Regions from separate parts of the Zea mays genome. Here region 2 is linked to region 1. Evidence: chromatin contacts called from public Hi-C data. All regions are on one chromosome and are shown on one strand. Each heading gives the region's core, a stretch centred on a gene start, on an enhancer-like site or on the middle of the called end of the contact. The rest is flanking DNA. Distances are from core to core; before and after follow the strand shown.

Region 1 (6,996 bases), core at 1,403-3,902:
GGTTGAAAGGAGCAAGAGAACCTCTGAATACTTTTAATCTAAGAAAGGCAAAAAACAAGGAAGAAAATGACAAGTCAAGCATGTCATCGTCTGAAAATGGCAAAATGGTGCAAAGGAATCACATTGTTCACATGACACCAATGTCAACTAGCCCCACACAAAAGAGGACATCGGAAATATTTGTCCCAGGCCAATTGCAAAAGATTGCATCTCATCAGCATTGCAACAAAAATACAAAGTGGAAGAGATTTATGTACCATCTATACGAGCTCGATCTGTGAGCATGTTTGTGCTAGACATCCCTGCGCTGAGGTCAAATAAGTTGATCATTGCCTTCTTCTGATCATAAACGCGACCTCTGAGCATGGCAATATAGCAGAAAAGGATATAAGTGCAAGGACATGAAGAAAATGAAACTTTACCAACTAGGCTTGTACCTGAGATCCATAAAGCCTAAAGAAATCTAACTGAGAGACAGGAGCATGACAGTTAGCTAGTACTACTACTACCATCCACTAGGGGAGTGGCGGGTGGATATATAGGTAACAAGAGTTTGAATAGCTTTGTGGTGCTCCTAGGTCTCAGGATCAGCGTCAGTTTTTGAAAGGTTTCAGGCCCTAATTTTGAACTCGGGCACGAGGTCAGACTCAGAGCATATCTCTGTAGCAAGATGGGTCCTTTCAGAGAAAACACACATGCCTAAAGCTGAGTTTTTGCAGGCATAGGCCAGGCCACAGGGGGAGGGGAGCACAGTTCATGGGCTCATGGCCCTGCTGTTGTTTATAGAAACCAAAGGAAAGTTAGCCGGCACGCCCAACGATATGAAACGATGGTGACGGAGCAACAGGCAAGATGGAAAAGTGGAATGTAGCAAAGATCAGAAGGTAACATAAAAGTAAATGCACCGAGCTGAACTAATTAGTACAAATCTATGATTATGATCAAAAGGAATCTTTCAGCACAAAAGCCTTGAAAAGGCTGCACTTTTGGGGTCACATACAGTGGCAAACTAAACCTCAGAGCTCAGAGGTGAGAGAAGGTATAAAAGGCGCATAGCTTTGTGCTCTATCCTCTACGTATGGAATGTGGATGCCAAAGCTCGAGCTATATTAACTTAATCAGCGCTCAGAGGTAGGTGAGACAAATTGCAGAACGATGCAGCCAACAACGACAGCAGAACGATGCAGTTGCGACAGCGAGAGCAACGAGATACTAGTACTAGCGGCACATTTTTTTAAGACCCAATTTTCTTCGCAGCAAAATTTTAATCGGTGGAAAGACAGAGACGATGATAAAAAGACGAGAAGACGTACAATAACATGGTACGTAGTACAAAACTAGGAAGAATGGAAACCAACGAGACGCTCCTCTCCAAAAGCAAAAAGGAAAAGGAAACCGCCTACCGGAGCCTGAGAAGAAACACCACGAACTCGAAGCTTTCCAAGCAGAAACGCAGACAAAACAGACCAACTAAATGCAGCGATCGAGAGGTACGGCTACGAGGCCCGGCCAGGGACCAGCCGCGCGATGCAGAGAAACGGCAGAGGGGGAGAGGAATCTTGCAGGTAAATACTAGCTCGAGCATTTAAGGCCCTGTTTGGGAACAAAGTTTTTGAAAACTACAGTTTTTGAAATACTATACTATACTTTAGTTATGACAATAACGTAGTTTATAATACCGCAGTTTTGAAAACTGAGGTCCAGAGCTAAGTTTAGAATGCCTTAAAACAATTATAGTATTTGCAATACTTCAGTTTTGAAAACAGAGATTTTACCCAGCTTGCCAAACACCATTATGTATATAATACTGCAGTATTTGAGAATACTGCAGTATTCTTCCAAAACTGCAGAAAAACTTTGTTCCCAAACACCCCCTAAACTGCAAAGCCTGCGACTTTGCTGGGCTGCTCGTCACAGGATGGGGGCGTCGCGGTCTGTGCAGGGGCTGACGGGACGGGGCGCGCGTTCGAGCAATAAATTCTCGGGCGCGGGAGCGGAAAGGGACGGGAGGCGGCGGCGAAGGCGGCTTTTTACGCCGGCACCGATGGGAATTCGGACCTGGCGAACCATAAAACTCCGCTCAGATCTCAATATCCTCCCTTTGCGCAGAGATTCCCCCCCCCCCCCCCCCCCCCCCCCAAAATTCGCAGACTGAACCCACAAGCACCAAATGCAGCCTTAAATCTCAGCTGGGCGCATCACCAAAACAGGATTGTCCCCCACAAGCGAGAGTCCGCACAAGCAATGCGGCACGCGACAAGGTGGCGAATCCAACAATCGGAAGCTCAAATTTGGCGGCGAAAGATTTACCAAGAAACGGAAGAAAATATCTAAGGAAGATGGCAAAAAAAAAAAGAATGAGGAGGGTTTCCACCCACCAGCGTCTTCCGTATTCCCGGGATAGAGAGAGCGAGAGCGAGAGAGGAGAGTGAGCGAAGGAATAGCAGGCGCAATTCGGAGGAGTTCACCTGCGGCGAGGAGAGCCGGAGCATTCGCCGGCGCGGGGCGCGGGGCGCGACGCGGGACGGAGTAGTGGTGAGCAGTAGTGAGCACTAAGCGACGCGGTAGGAGGCTGGTGTGGAAGGGGATCGATCGATGGATCGATCTCAGCCCAGCTTTTGTGAAGTGTCCCTTGTTGTTTCTTCCCCGCTTGCTTTGCTTGGCTTCGGGTGTCCACCTCCACCTCCACCACCACCACTCCCACTCGTGGCCCGCGTACGTGCGTTGCGTGCGTGCGGGAAATACCAAACCCGAAAGTGGTGATGATGGCGGTGGCCGGTGGGCAGCGGATGACGTTGCGGTTCGATTGGCTGGCTGGCTGGATGGATGGATGAAGAGTGCACGACCGACTGAACTGAACTGCAATGCAAGGAAGAAAAAACGCTAAACAGAAGGGGGCGTGAATTACGGGGCACTGCACGATCAGGCTTGGCAGACTGCTAATCGTATGGTGTGAGACTACGACTACCCGTTTGTTTATTCAATGACTTCGCGCAATGTACTCCTGAAAGTATGGAAAGGATCAGAGGGTGAATAAGCGATTATATAAAGTATTAACTTACTTGCTTGGAACAAATCAGTGCAGCGGATTAATATTGTGACACGTGATTCATCGCGTAGTTTGCTAAAGCCTCAAATACTTGCTTACTCCATGTTGTTGAGATAGCCCAACGTCTTTGAGTCATTTTCGACACGCTCTTTGTATCTCACCACCATGATAAGCCGAGATTTCCACTGCCTCTATGTTGCTTTACAAAAATCCCAACATTTTCCACGCCTTAAAAGCTCTCCAGCGAATGCGCAAAGCGAATGGCTGAATCGCGCCAAACTTGCTCAAGGTTGATTTACTCTTGTTAAGCTCTCTCTCTAGCTTCTACACACATCACATTGGCTATTTGTTCACTTATCTAGCCTCTATTTGCTCTCTGACACATAATCTCGCACTAAGCACTCTCACCAAGAGAGAGGTTAGAGGCAGTTTTGCAACTTTCTAGAAATGAGTTTTATGTCAAACAAGTGTATATATAGCCCCAAAAAATAAAATTAGTAGTTGATAAAATTCTGTATATTCTGTTCACACTAGACAAGTCCGGTCTGGTGGTGCACCGGACCTCTGATTATAGCACTTTCCGTCAGTAACTATTGGCGCCAGACCTGGTCCGATGCACCGGACCTTCCACTATTGCACTGTCACGTCATTCGGCACTAGGTCCTTCTAATCCGACCATTGGGTTTACCGGACAGCACACCGGACCTAGTCTGGTGCCCCTGTCCGCCCGATGTCCAAAATACATCCTCTGTGTGTGTACGGTCTGGTGAATTAATTGGACATAGATCCCATGGCTGTTAATTGCACATGTAAGACGGTATTTATAAAGGTCTTTGCCTTGGTAATTGCCTATACGAAGTCTAGAATACTCATGGTTTGTTAGACTACAACCGTTCAGCTATGCATGCAGGTGCGGTTCATCAGTCATTTGTTTCCTACCTTGCGATATACTGTAGTTCTTGTGGATGGTCAGTCTTCATGGACGAAGGCGGTTGGTACCTTGCATTGTGAATGAATCGGCTTCTCTTTGTTTCTTCATCTGGTGGGCTCTTCGCTTTGACTTATGCATGCCAAAGAGTCTTCGTCAAAGGAGGCTTGATAATAAGTCTTGAGTCTACGTTTGCCTTTTGACGAAAAGGAACTGAATGACTTCGTACCTCATTCTTGGTCTTGCATTGGTAGAAATGATTCAGTAGACTTCGTAGTACGCGCTCGGCTTCGTGGGCTACGTACGGCCGACATGCACTGACTGATCAGGTCAGCGGACAGTAGGGAACCGAGACCGAGACACGGTGGGTGGAGTAACCGGTACGCAGCGGCCGGCTGATCGACGAGAACGAGACGACGCTGGACTGGACTACTGGAGGGACCTGCCTGTGGCCCGGAGCTTGCGGTACGTGGACGATGGAACAGCGCGGTGCTGGAGGATCCGCTCCCTCTCCTTCCTGCTCGGTTGTGGTTGTGAGCTGGCGAGAGGACGCGCTCGCTGCACCGCTCACATGCCCTCTCCAGCTAGTTCAGCTTGAACAGTTGAACCGGGCGGGGCAGGATGGCGGCGGCTAACGGCTACAGTGTGCCAGCGAGCAGTTATTCAGCCTCCTCCGATCCGCCGTCGTGGACCTGTGTGATCCTCTTTCAATCTACGGTACGGGGAGACCGATATTATATTCCTGCCTAGCTAGTAGCTAGAAGTGATCTGCTAGCCTACGGTCTGTCAGTACGTGCCCAGCTTCCGAGGCAAAACGTGCCAAACCGAGTAGACGTTTCCTCGTTATCTTGTCCAGCACACGTACTGAAAATAATAATAATTACGTACAACAGGTCTACCGGTGTGAACTCTGAGAACAAACGTTGACGATAGCTAGCATCCGGCCAAATCGCATGCATGTGACGTGCGTGCCCCACTGCCCGAGAGACCGTGTTCGTAAAAAACACTATAGCACGTACGGGTATCTATTGGCGACCTGTACATACCGTCACACGGACACAGACGATTGGGAGGGAGTTGCTACTGTGTCGTCGTTCTGACTTCTCATTTCTTTTTTTTTTCTTCTTCTTTTTACCTTCTTTACAGATTAGACATCTTCCGAGTACGTACTTCTGAACAGCTAGCTGAGGTATAGCGCCTGACGGCGTGGCCTGGTACGTCCAAGATGGATCATGATAAGTTAATATGTACACCATGCTTTTATGTGCACTAGATATGTCTTCATCAACCTTAACACCAAGGCTTGGGCGGGCTCCAACAAGAGCCCCTAAAGCTTCCTACTCTAAATATAGAGGACCAAACGGCCATCTACGCTCTCCAGCAACGTCCTCTAAACGGTCCTCTAAATTTAGAGGACACTGCTGGATTCTCAATATATAGAGTTTCTCTAAACGGTCCTCTATCCATTTGAATACTTTAAATAACCGGTTTAGCAAAACTAAAATATGTACAATACATTTAAGAGTATGACAAATACGTATGTACAAAAAATAAAAAATAAAAAATGTCTCTAATATATGTATTTGCGTATAGAGGACGTGATTTAGAGGATGTTGTTGGAGAGATGATATATAGAGAATAAAGTCTTTTAGAGGAGACTGTAAATAAGAGATATAGAGGACGTTGTTGGATAGACTACCTCCAGCAAGGGACGGTAAACCGTCCGGTACCTTTAATTTAGCGGACCTTGCTTTACTTTTTTCTCCCCAGCAACGTCCCTACAACCTCCTGTAAAATATAGAGTCTATCGTTCATCCGCCAAATGTGGCGCTTTCTCTATCCTCTCCTGTGCCCACGCTTGATCGTTGATTGGCTCGCTGGTTGCTTCCTGCCATACTATAGGATAAAGTTTTCGTATGTGCTGCGTCCCGTCAATGTACAGCGCGACTTCCCAACCAATCACGACACAATTAATGAAGGAAAAAATATGTTGGATTTTATTTTGTTTTTCTGGTTGGGAAAAGAAATATATATAGAGGACGAAATTTAGAGGACATTGCTGGAGACATTGAAAATATAGAGGACGCAATCTTTTAGAGTGTGCTGTAAATGACAGAGAATATTCCTTTAGAGAATGAAATTTAGAGGACGTTGCTGGAGACAGTCTTATAACCTATCGACCATGACGCTGACCTCCAGACTCAAATATGGATTAGTTCCTCCAAAATTCTAAATATGAAAATATAGAAAATTGGGAAACCCCTTCCCCAGGACGCCGAACTTGCTCGGCTATCCCCTATCTTATCCACTATTTAAACTATATTCTACAAACTGTGTCAAACACTATTATTTATAGTACCGTGTCTTCCATTTTACATTGATCCACATTGATCCACTGAAACCATTCTTAAGACCTTATTGGGTTATCCCAATTTCACGTTGATTGAAATATATTATCATATATTAGGATGAATTTTAACTTGTTGTAGATTTAAACCAATTCAATATCATATAATTCATATAGATTAACTGTAAAACGAACCAGCCCTAATTGAGCGGTGACGAGTAGCGCTCCGGCCGTGCCTCCCGGAGGCTGCGAGAGTTAGTTGAAGCGTTACGGTCGCCGTGACCCAGCCGAGGCATGGACGACGAGCCCATCATGTAACAGGGGTGACTGGGGCAACGATGCCCGGCACACACGGTTCCATACAAAGATTATTAGTGCGTACGGCTCCGGCCCATGTCACAGGGATATATATCTCGTTCATGCCACAGGGATTTATGATAGTTCTGTCTCGCTCCATGGAATCTAATGATGCGAATTGAGAATCATGAGCACAGGACATTATATTTAAGCTAAAAAGATGCAGCTTTTCTCATAAAATATTCCTAGTGGCTCTGAAAACATGTAGGGAGCACCCGTCCTCGTTTTCGAAGAGCTCCCAAAGCATGCATGCCCTGGAATCTAATCCACGCCAGTGTTTTGATTTGACCTAGAAAGGAGCGCCCATCTGCTAGT
Region 2 (6,996 bases), core at 2,363-4,862, 240 kb before region 1:
TTGTCAGTGTTGCTCCCTTCCCTGTTAGAAGCAAGTTTCTTGACTGCAATTGTCTGTCCAGCCTTCAGGATGGCTCTGTACACCGTCCCACATGCACCCCTTCCGATCACACAACTCTCGTCAAAGTTATTTGTGGCGGTGAGCAATTCCTGAAATGTATATGCATCCTTAGCAGAAACATGCACATTAGAACAAGCTGGAAAAGGTTGCTTATCTTGCAAAGGGGCCACTGTCTCCATTGGTTTTCTGATATGGTGCACAATTATTGCAATAAGAATAAGTGAAATCCCTCCAATGACAGCAGCAACAATTGCTATGATCTTGCCCAATGGGGGACTGACTGATTTGGATGACTGAGAACTAGAGGATGGTCGGGATCCACATCTACCAAGTTGTCCACCACATAATCCTTTATTTCCAATAAAACAGGTCACAGACATATTATCAAAAAGCGGTATTGGCGGGAGGGCACCAGAGAGATAATTGTAGGAGACGTTGAGCTCAAGCAAACTGGACAGATTAGCAAATGTGGTTGGGATTTCACCCATCAGCTTGTTGTTATTAAGAAATAAACTTTCCAACAGTGCAAGGTTACCAAGCTCTGATGGAATATCGCCAGAGAGGTTGTTGTAACTCAAATTCAGGGCGATCTGCAAGCTCGACAGCAGACCCAGCTCCTTTGGTATTTCACCAGATAACTGATTGCCACCAATCTGTAGTGCTGTTAAATGTGATAGTTCACCAAGAATGGGTGGTATCTGGCCAGTTAGCCTATTGTCAGCAAAAGATAGCAGCTCCAGCTGTGGCAGCCTACCAACTTCATTTGGCAACGAACCTTCAAAGCTATTCTGGCTGAGATCAAGGCGTTGCAACACTGTACAATTGAAAATCTCTAGTGGTATGTTTCCTCCTAGTCTATTAGATGAGATATTGAAGACAACGAGTTTTGACAAATTACCAATTTCTCGAGGCAACTCTGACGTGAAATAATTATTTGTAAGGTCCAGCCTTTGAAGAGACTTGCAACTGCCTATCTGAGGAGGAATAGGCCCACTAAATTTGTTTCGACCTAGTTCAACTGTTGTCAAATTTACCAGATTGCAGAGATCAGTGGGGAAACTTCCTGTCAGACTGTTGTCACTGAGACGAAGCTGCACCAATGTTTTACAGTTAGTGATCCCACGAGGAATGTTTCCTGTAAGCATGTTAGACCCCAAATTCAACAAAATAAGGTTTGATTGCCTGCAAAGATCTTTCGGTATCTGCCCTGTTATACTGTTGTTTGAGAAATCCACCACCCAAAGACGGCTATAAATGCCAAACCTTGGAGGTATGTTGCCAGAAAGCATATTGTTGAAGAGTTGCAGTTGGATTAGATTTCTCATGTACTGAAATCCAACTGGAATCGTGCCATTCAGTGAATTGATCGACAGATCAAGTTTACTCAAGTTTTTCAACCCACACAACTCTGTAGGAATAGGGCCTGTAAGCTGGTTCTGGAAGAGGTAGAGTAAATTCAAGCCTGGGATGTCGGCCAGCTCCTTTGGTATCCCTCCAGTTAAGAAATTCTCTGAAAAGTCGATCTCTTTTGCAAGAGAAAGATTCCCAATGTCAGATGGAATTGTACCATTTAATGAATTCCTGTAAAGGTATAGCTTCTGAAGATTCGTAATTTTCACAATTGTTGCAGGAATGGGGCCAACTAGATTATTGTCATAGAGGGCAATTGTGCTCAGACTTGTACAGTTTCCTATCTCTGGAGGAATAACACCAGAAAGCTGATTCCCCCATAGGATTAAGTCGGTCATCAAGGTCAACCTCCCAATCTCTTTAGGTAAAGGACCCTCGAGCTTGTTTTGCGCAAGACCAAACACAGTTATGTTCAGGCATGCACCTATCTCAACAGGAATGTTGCCTGATATAAGATTCTGACCCAACCTAATATTTTTCAGGTTCTTCAGCTTGCCAAGTGAACGAGGTAGTGAGCCAGTGAGATTATTACTGTATCCTACCAATTCCTGAAGTGCTGTCATATTTCCAACCTCATCAGGTATCGGGCCATGAAGCTTGTTGTTGCACAGATTAAACGTGACCAGCCTATCTAGCTTCCCGAGCTCAGGGGGTATTGTACCAACAAAACTGTTGTTGTACAAGTTAAGCACTTCCAATTTCGACAGGTTCCCAATCTCTGGAGGGATGGTACCATAGAACCCATTAAAGGACAGATCAAGGAGGGTCAGCTCAGACAGGCTACCAATGCTAGGCGCAACTGTGCCTGACAGGTTCATGTTGCTGAGGTCGAGAGACACCACCACTGGGTTGGGCGTCGACGAGCAGCTGACGCCCTTCCAGATGCATGGTGTTAGATCCCTCGCGTCCCAGTTGTCGAGGTGGTGGAGAGTGTCGTTCATCTGGCTCTTCAGCGCTAGGAGAAGCCAACCTTCATGGTTCAAGCCCTGGGAGCCAGAGGCCAGCAGAAAGGCCAGCGCCACGCCGAGCAGCAAAGCCCGGTGCTCCATCCTTGATCGAAGATTCACCAATCAAGGAAACCCCTCGCTACGACCTCCTGGGCTCCCACATCTCCGCGGTTGGATGGCTTCCTTCCTGTAGAGGGCGCGAGCAGCTGTAAGAACACGGCAGCAGATACATGCTTATGAATTCTGAATACTCCGACGGGCAGCAGCGGAACTAGTACTCGTGTGACGGCAAGGGAAGTAGCTTCGCATTGGGATTTATCAGACAAACTGACAAGAGCGAGCCACCAAACCAAGTAGCAGATCGGTAGCGACCCGGCAATCAAGTAAGACAGAAAACAAAAGTATACAATTAATAACCGTTTAACCAGTAATCACCTCCTGGAAATCGAGAAGCTCACGAAGAGAAGAAGCACCCAGACAACTCTAAGCCGATTTCTCCGGCAGAAATGCTATAGCAGCTCAACTCTCCTCACTGACCAAACAGGGGATCCCCAAACAGGAGCACACACCAATCGCACCGTGTACCCATCATAAAGAAGAAGAGGCAGCAGGAGAGAGAGAGAGAAGTAGAAGTCCCCTCAAATCACGGGATACCCGGCCCCGTCTGGGGGACCCAGGAGCACACCGCCGCGCAAGCCCCCGAAGCAGATCCGCGAAAGGCGCGCGAGCTTTTTCACTTCCCCCGCGCGGTGCGAGCTCCACAGTCCACACGGTGCTAGGGCACGCCCCGCCCGACAAGTGAGCAAGGGGAACAGCGCAGAGCACCACCGGGGAGGGACACACTGGTAATGCGGGCCCTGAGTGGAGCTCAACTCACCCGCTGCCACTCCTGCCGCCCGCCGGGTTGTCGCCCTCCCCTGCCGCCGCCGCAGGCTCGGACGGCCCGCGGCCAGCCCGGCACATCCACTGACGGCTAGGGAATGGGCGAGCACGTACGACGCAGGGTCCGATGCGCGTCGTCGCGGGGATGGGGATGGCGGGAGAGGGAGGACGAGGACGAGGACGAGGAGCAGTGGAGTACTGGGTGGACGAGCAAGAAGAAGGAAAGGAACTGGGAGCTGGGAATGGCAGGCAAGCACGCTTTCAAGCTCTCGCTGCGATGGAGGCCGTAGCAATCGCGGGCGGTCCCTCTCCCCCTCGATCTAGCCTCCTCTGCCCCCTCCCTCTCTCTCTCCTCTTTTGCTTTCCCTGCCTTTGCTTTTCGTCCTAATCCGTCCGGCCCCACCTGGCACTTTTGAGTTCATGCCCTTGCTCCGCTTGCGTCTTCTCTCTCTCCACCCAGTCGCTTGGTCTTTATTTTCTCCCATTTGTTTGTACTACACCGTTTTAGGTTACGATATATTTTAGTTTTTGTGTACATTATATTTCTATGCACTTAAATATATATATATTCTAGGTATATAATACAAAAATATATCTATAAAAACTGAAATATTGCATAACTTAAAATTGAGACAAAACTGTACTAAGTTCAAATTTCTGATTCGATTCAGAATTTTTTTTAAGAACAAAGGAACTAGATCTTTAGGGTTGTTTGGTTCCGTGAGACTAAACTCTAGTCCCTCACTTTTAGGCAGGTTTGGATATTCTAATATTCATCCAAACACATATAGGTTGAGATGTATTGAGTTGTAAATTAGTTTAATTTACACTTCAATCACTGCTAGAGTAACCAAACAAGTATATTTTAGTCCCTAAATTAATAAGAATGTGTTTAAATGCACTATAACTAATAGTTAGCTGCTAAATAAGTTGAGATATCCAAACAGTCTAGCTAATAGTTCAGTTATTAGTTACTTTTTACAAATTAGGTAATAGTCAGCTAGCTAATTTCACTAGCAATTTTTAGCCAACTAACTATCATCTTTAGTGCATTCAAACACCCCCTAAATATAAGGACTAAATTAGAATAAATCAGATTTTGTCTTCTCTTTTTAGTTTTGTTTTTATTGGTTTAGGAACTAAACAAGAGTGACTAAAGTTTAGTCTCATGCAAGCAAGTATGCCCTGTTTTCTATTTTCTATGTGTTCTTTCTTGAAAACATGGGATACTTTAGTATTTTTGTCGTGAAATGAACTGATTCTACAAGTTAGGACAGGTGATTGCGGATTTGCGGTGTGTCCATCATGATAGCTTTACGAGTGAGATCAGCTGTTGCGTGCTGCTAGTAGTGGACCGCGCGGGTGGCAGTACGTGACTGCACGGGTTGCAGTGTCGATAAAAGCGAGGAAGGCACCGGCTCGGAACGGAACGCGTGGTGTCCGGTAGCGTGTCTGGTGGGTGTCTTCAAGTTTGACTGCACATTATTCAAGTTTACCACCAGGGCACCAGGTTCTCAAATTTCAGAATACGATCACAGGTCTAGAACTCGAACCTCGGACAGGTTTCCATCAGAAGCCTACTGATCACGTCTATATTGAATACGTCTATTAATTCAGGATATCGACATGGTTCATAAACTATAAGACAAGTTTTTGACACGTTTGAAATCACCTGTTAAGGGCTGTTTGATAGCGAAGTTTATTTATATTTCCAATACAATACTATGGTATTTAAGAATATTATAGTATTATGTGTCAAAAAGTGTTTGGTTGAACTTTATAAAACAATGTTTTAAAATACTTCAGCATAGCCAAAACTTCAATGTTTTTTAAGTATTGATATTGCCGTCTAAACCAAAAAAAATAAACCATGTGTTGGCGTCGACTTAAGCGTCAATCAATAGGAGTTGTTCCGCTCGGCGGCCTCGCTGCGGCATCGCGGACGGTTCGCGACCTGGAAATAAGAGCGGAGTTCCATGCGCTGAGTTTGGACGATCCGCGCCTGGTGGCGGGACAGTCTACGTGTGCGCAGGGATAGCGACGTTCGCCAACGGCACCTAAATCTCACCTCCTGGGAGAGATACCATTAGGGCTGATTTGATGACTCGGGATCACGGGAGGATTGTAGAGGGAAATTAGTTCATTTCCCCCTCAATTCCCTCCAATCCCCCATGATCCCCTTGTCACAAATCAACCCTTAGGGAGAAGAGATCCTAGGTTTTGTCCTGGGATCGGTATGTCACCCAGGACGCATCTAGACGACGTAGAGTTGCATAGAGGTGAAGATTGAGACGAAGAAGACTACGTTGCGGGCTACTCCTAGGGCAACAAAGTAAAGGAATTGATAAACAGATTGATTGGTTCGATTGATGATGCCCGCAATCGGTTGTACCTCTTCATACATATAGGGGAGGTCTGGACCCATTCTTAGGCATTCTTCAGCATGATCCGCAAGTTTAGATAGATAAACATGCACGAAAAAAGGGGTTAATCACGCCTGATCTAATCTAATCGTGGACCGTCCGTGCCTAAAGGCGGACCGTTCGGCCTTTCCCACGTGGCACATATGGTGCCCAACACACGCCCCTTGCCTTTTAGGAAAGCCGAGCGAACCAAAAGCATCTGGTACAAGGCATTAGCAACCTGATGTGTAAACGTCGGTTCTCTAAGCATCTTTCCATACACTTGGATGATAATGCTTCAGGAAACGACCATTTAATGCTTTAGGTAGCTCATCACCATGCAAAGTCTGTAACACCCGATATTACCTGTGTGACTCTATAGGGCCCTTTCCATCTTTGGGACCACTTGCCAAACTTCGGTCCCTGCTTGTTAATGGCAAGACTATTTTCAAGACAAGGTCTCAAACTTGGAATGATTTAGTCTTCACCCTTTTGTTATAAGTTTTGGCAAGACCTTGTCTCTTTCGATCTCCCTTAGAGCCATCATCCTCTTGTGTGTCGGTGTAACGCCCCGGTCTAAACAACCGAAGCTAAACATGTATTTAAGCACCAGGAAAACAGTCTCTGGTGAAATACATTACACAAGTGGTGCCACAGTCATACAGAGCTTTATTTAGTACATTCGATTACAATAATAACATAAACTAGAAGAACTATAGTCGATAAGATAAACATGAGGGTAGTCTCTTCTTCCCACATGGTGGCTTCTACAGCAATGGCACCACACCAAACTTGGGTATAGGGCACGAACTACTCAAAACTCCTCGGGCACGAAATCAGGATCCTCTGTAAAAACATCGGGTGAGCACAAAGGTACTCAGCAAGTCCCACCTCGCCCTTACAGGGAGGGAGTTACAGATTAGTATGCAATGATCAATAAACATGATTAACCAATGCAATATTGGAACTATATCCTTGCTCGTTATCCATCTCATTAGTTAAGTAGCTCAACTAGTTGAAGTGTCCACACCATAACCTGTCCTATACCGAGGACACGGACCATTCGAATGGATTATACACTCTGCAGAGGTTGTACGCTGTACCCACATGCACATCACCATCCCAAGACAGTTCTGTCATAGCCGACACCCAGCCATGGCTCCACCTCGCCTAGTCGCCCACAAACCCCGGGTCCTGACCACTCAGGTCTCCAACCCAAAACATATCCACCTCGGACGACTATCAGGCCAACCAGTGGGATTAGGCTAAGGCTTTCCCATACAAGCTCATGTGGT

The links. Hi-C and Micro-C count contacts between places; a contact is called where the count stands out from the background.
Region 2: a contact with region 1 is called in a Hi-C map of leaf, with 5 times the contacts expected there. The contact joins the promoter of LOC112136070 here to the promoter of LOC103646241 in region 1. A contact is called at or near these places in 3 of 25 Hi-C or Micro-C datasets (all in leaf).

What each region holds. Positions count from the first base shown.
Region 1 is chr2:31,913,489-31,920,484 of Zm-B73-REFERENCE-NAM-5.0, reverse strand. LOC103646241 reads right to left here and starts at 2,652. Exons shown (of 6, transcript NM_001350734.1): 1 at 2,469-2,652; 2 at 258-358. The coding sequence starts at 330.
Region 2 is chr2:32,149,647-32,156,642 of Zm-B73-REFERENCE-NAM-5.0, reverse strand. LOC112136070 reads right to left here and starts at 3,612. Exons shown (of 2, transcript NM_001361083.1): 1 at 1-3,612. The coding sequence starts at 2,519.